Regions from separate parts of the Astyanax mexicanus genome. Here region 1 is linked to region 2. The links are chromatin contacts, called in public Hi-C maps. All regions are on one chromosome and are shown on one strand. The core of a region is the stretch at or near the end of the contact, and the rest is flanking DNA. Distances in the headings are between cores, read along the strand shown.

Region 1 (2,727 bases), core at 156-2,655, 210 kb after region 2:
AAATGTTGTTTATAGTTTATGAATTAACTGAAGTGGTCTCTTATTTTTTTCCAGAGCTGTATTTGCATTGTAGGAGCCTAGTGGGTGCCTAGTGCATCACAATAAAAAAAAAAAACATTTTAAAATATTTTATTAGAAAAATGTTTTTTGTTTCCTAGAATAAAATGCTTGAGGTGATACTTTAACTTCTACAGAAGTATTTTTTTAAACCCTAGCATCTATACTTATACCTGAGTAATGAATGGGAATACATTCATATTCATACGTAGCATAGGAAGAATATTTCAACATTAAAAGTGTCCGGAACTAAGGGATGTTACGACAACCAAAACATCTTATAAAGTAGCCTCTAAATGAGAAGAAAGACCCAAATACAAAACACACACACACACACTATGTGAAGAGGGAGATGGAGGGATGGTAAAGAAGGTGAGAACATTGACGTTTTTATCTTTTCATTGGATTTCATCTGTGAGATGAACGACCTGCCAAATTTTTAATTTTCTTCTTGCAAATTATAGCAGTCAACACACACACACACACGCACGCTTACACACTCACAAACCTTTTGGTGTGGATAGCTACAGTTATGGATTTGTTGTGCACAGGCAGGTACAGAATTATGCTTGGACAACACACACACACTTACACACACACACACACACTAACACAGTTAATATTTTTCTCTGCTTTCTCCAATATGCCTCCAACTCCCCAGCTTAGTTTTACCTGCTGAATGGCAATGTGAGAAAATCACACAAACACACACTCACACGGTCACACACTTACACTCTTCCCCCGTGGGTCTTTGTGTGTGTGACGGATGAAGCGGTCGGGCTAATAGCGCTTTAATGGCTTCATTAAACTGTGTGTGTGCGGCTTATGATCGCCCCGGTGATCCGTCAGAGAGAGAGAGAGAGAGAGACAGAAAGAGTGAGAAAGAAAAGAGAGTCTGAAAAGCATAAGCTTTAATAAAGAGAAAGAGGGACAGAGATAACAAAAGACAGAAAAGAGAGAGACACCGAAACCAAGGGACTGTTTTTGTAAGAGAGAGAAAAAGAAAAGGGGCAAGAAGATAAAGATGAAGAAAAATAATGTGGTGAAGATGAGAAAGAAAAGAGGAATGAAGAATGTAGAGGGAAAGAGAGAAAGAGTTAGAAACAGGGTGGAGAGAAAGATGGAGTGAGTTAGAAAAGCGGAGAGATTGGAAGAAAAATAATGGAGTGACACAGAGCAGAAGCAGATTACTCGGTGTGTGTGTGCCTGTGTGTGTGTGTAACTCTGATAAATGACTGACGCTTTCATTAAAGCCAGAGCTAATGTAATAACGCTGTATGACAAATACCCCACTCTAACACACACACACACACGCATGCACGTACACACACACACACACAGGGAGGGGGAGGGAGGGACGGGGGGAGGGAGGCACAGGGGTTATTTGGGTGGAGAGGTTCCCTCTTTCCATTATCACACCTCCTCTCACTACTGCAGTGGTGTATCTTTGTTAGGTGTGAATCATGAATGTGATGGTTATTAAATTGTATGTTTTCTCAGTAGTGTTATTGGAAAAAACTAAATAAGAGAAATATGAGAATCTGAAAAATCTGATTAATCCATAGCTGGAAATAAAATGTTTCAAAAGAGCCTCACCCTATATTCAGCTTTCTTGTTTAATTATTTTCAGAAGGGAGATGTTTAACATTTCTTTCCATTAATCAACTATTTTAAGCTTTAAGTACAGTAAAGCTTTTGTTCAACAAAATTTATAATAATGATAAGAAAAAGAAATGAAGAAGAAAAACAACCGGACGAGGAGTTGTGAAATTACAGTGCGCTGTGACTCTGTAAAAGCATGATATGGTTTGAGATGGTTATCAGACCATGAGTGTCTTTTTTTTTTTATCTTTTTGTAAATGTTTGACAGAGACAAAAGTATATTAACATGGGTAAACAACATTAAAAACTATGGGAGAAAAATGGACTGACTACTTTTTTCTTACTAAGTTTTTGTTCTAATTTGTATTTCCTCTTTTGCACGGCGTGAAGTTTTTTTTTTTCTTAGATATCAAACAAACACAAATGACAAAAAAAAATCTAAAACTGGAACAAGCACTTGTGAAACAGTGTAGAAACACTGAGCTGTGCAATAAAACCCAACAGCATGCTCTTTGTAGTTCTGTTAGTGTCGCCTAAAACTCGACTGTTTAAGCCTGGACATACCGTATTTTTCGGACTATAAGACGCACTTAAAAACTTTTAATTTTCACAAAAATTGACAGTGCATCTTATAATACGGTGCGCCTTTTGTATGGATTTTAGTCGTCAGGTTGTAAGGAGCAGTAAACACACACTCCGTGCAGCGTTATAGAGAGTTTCAGTGCTATACAGAGTCCAGAGCCGTGCAGCTCCGAGGCTGAGCAGCAATAGCATTAGCTAGATGCTAACCGCTAAGCTAGCTAGCTTATTCACTGAGATCAGTATTATCTAAATTTTACTCGTCAGGTTGTAAGGAGCAGTAAACACACACTCCGTGCAGCGTTATACAGAGTTTCAGTGCTATACAGAGTCCAGAGCCGTGCAGCTCCGAGGCTGGAGCAGCAAATAGCATTAGCTAGCTTATTCACTGTTCAGAGATCAGTATTATCTAAATTTTACCCGTCAGGTGTAAGGAGCAGTAAACACACACTCCGTGCAGAGCAGCAATAGCATTAGCTAGATGCTAAC
Region 2 (2,700 bases), core at 158-2,657:
ACAATTAAAAAAAAGTAAATGTCTTTTGGTAAGTAAATGTAAACAAAACAGTCACATATATGCAAAATTATAATAAAACAATCAAAGCACAATGGAATCATCAAAAAAGTGTTTTGTTGCTGGAAGGCAACACCAAGCCATAATTGTAAAATGTTCCTGTTGATATATAAATAACAAAAAAGAAAATTAAGAACCACTGATTTAGCATGATCACATTGTTATGTATCTGCATAATGTTGCCCTTAGGCAATAATTACAAAACAGTGTTTTGGTAAGTAAATGATGTAAGTAAATTAATTGAAACCAAATAGCCACATGTATGTCCAGCAATAATAAAAGAATGAAAAGACAATGTAATAATCAAAAAGTGTTTTTTTGCCTGAGTTTATATATAAATAGAAAAATAAGAACCACTGTTTCAGAATAATTGCATTGTCATGCAACCACATATTGTGGCCCTAAGGCAGCATTACGAAAATAGTGTTTTGGTAAGTAAAGGAAACAAAGTAAATGATACAAAATAGCCACATATATGTACGCTAATAATAAAACAATGAAAGAACAACGGAATAATCAAAAAGGTATTTTGTTGCCTGAGGGCAACACCATGCCATGAAGCATTAAGAAGCACTGATTCAGAATTATTGCCTTGTTTTGTAGCAGCATAATGTTGCCCTTGGGCAAAGTAAATGAAAACAAAATAGCTACAGAAATGCACAATTTTAGTCATTTATATCACAAAAATCACAAAACCTTTACGCATAATTTCTGAATGATCCTGTATCCATGTATCTCAATGGCCACAATTTAGAAAGTAAATATAACTCTGACACAATACTACAGTATAACACAGCACAGACCCTGCAGAGACCTCACTGACCTTTAGATGGTGTTGTTGGCTACGCAGCCTCTCTTGTAACACTTGCTTCACTGTGTCAAACACACGAACACTGAGTCACTATACTGTCATTTTTTCATTAAGTGTGTGTGCAGGATGGGATTTACCGGAGTATTAAAATGTTGTGATGATTTTTGCTGAGGAATCTACCTTGGCGGCTGCTGGGAACCCTGCATTAGTCAAGTGGTGTGTTTACTTGCATCTTAATGTTTTTGACGACAAAACTGTAATTGTCCTTTGTGATCGCTGGTGAGGTATAAAGAACAACCAGACTGGAAACACACTGACCAGGATGGGATGTTCTAGGATTCTTTCTGCTCGTTCTAGCGTGAGTGCGTGCACCTGTCTAGCAAGCATGTGCTTTGGCTTTTTTGTGTGCATCCACTGTCGGTACAGTCCAAGTTTCTAGGTGCATGAGCAGGTGAGCTTGTGACGAGTGGAGGAGTGACGGCTGGTCCTCCAGGGGGAAGCAGGCAAGCGCGGCATGACGGCCCAGCCAGAGGCCCCCCTCCCTGGGTAACCTTTACAACGGGCCTGCCTGTCAGGCTGGAGCTCTGAGTCATCGGCAGCCACTCTGCCCTTTTCCCCACGAGCGCTGCCAAATCTGATGTGACACAGAAGGATCGGAGAGAAAGACACAAGAAGGGGAGGGAAATGGGACGAGAAACAAGGCGAAGATACTGATTGGGACTTTTCTGACTCGGCCAAAGAAGTTGGCCTAAGTCACCGGTGTCGGGTTCTGTGTCTTAAATGTTTTTTTTTTTTGTTTTGTTTTTTTTTAACACTTTAGATAAGTTTGGAAATTCCTAAGAAAAAAATGACTTATATGAATTTGTGCTGTGACTATGATCTGAAGAGTTGAATCCAGTTTGAATCCTGGATCACACTGCGTGGCATCAGCAGCCAGAGTCTAAGAGAACACAATTGGTCTTGCTCTCTCAAGGGTCTCAATCAGTCCTAATATTAAGTTGGTCAGCACTGGCATCTGTTGGCTAATATATCAGAGCTGGGGTGCTGCGCTTTCCTCTGAGCAGACCTGTTAGCCGGTAATGCTCAATCAATGGCAGTTGGAAAAGAGGAGGTGTCTGGCTTTAAATGTAAAGGGAAAGATTTCATGTAACTATAGGACAAGTTTTTGTAAAATGACTTATTACTCCGTTTTATAAGGAGTGTATGACGCTTTTATAAGAATTAAAATATGATAAAAGTGAAAGATTTCATGTAATTATAGAACAAGTTCTTGTAAAATGACTTATTACTCCGTTTTATAAGGAGTGTATGACACTTTTTTAAGAATTAAAATATGTTAAAAAAAAAGATTTGAAGTAATTATAGGACAGCTTCTTGTAAAATTACTAATTATTCCGTTTTATAAGGAGTGTATGACGCTTTTTTAAGAATTAAAATTTGTTGAAAGTGAAAGATTTCATGTAATTATAGGACAAGTTCTTGTAAAATTACTTATTACTCCATTTTATAAGGAGTGTATGACGCTTTTTTAAGAATTAAAATATGTTACAAAAAAGATTTCATGTAATTATAGGACAAGTTCTTGTAAAATGACAATAATAGTTGTTAATCAAAGTAAATACAATAAACTGTTTTTGTACGGTTTATATCTGTTTTTAAATGTAAAAGCATTTTTCTGTTTTTTTTTACAAACATTTTCTGGCACTCCCTGCTGCCGGAAGATTACTGTTTTTTTACACTTTTTTTATCAGTGTATGTGCTAGTCTACATCCTCCTACATGAATGGAGATTGTAGAGTTATTGGCTTTCCAAATTGGAGAGAAAATGAAATA

What was found. A called contact is a pair of places that touch in the nucleus more often than the background predicts.
Region 1: a Hi-C map of muscle shows a contact between it and region 2, with 18 times the contacts expected there. The contact joins two enhancer-like sites. A contact is called at or near these places in 2 of 3 Hi-C or Micro-C datasets (both in muscle).

What each region holds. Positions count from the first base shown.
Region 1 is chr15:21,735,661-21,738,387 of AstMex3_surface, forward strand. All of the region lies in intron 5 of raraa (retinoic acid receptor, alpha a), which reads left to right. Among protein-coding and RNA genes, the nearest start is that of mki67, 14 kb to the right of the region's middle. Within about 2 kb of position 1,406, the one cell type or tissue checked has an H3K27ac peak away from gene starts, as active enhancers do.
Region 2 is chr15:21,523,189-21,525,888 of AstMex3_surface, forward strand. No RefSeq gene overlaps it. Among protein-coding and RNA genes, the nearest start is that of LOC103034289, 31 kb to the left of the region's middle. Within about 2 kb of position 1,408, the one cell type or tissue checked has an H3K27ac peak away from gene starts, as active enhancers do.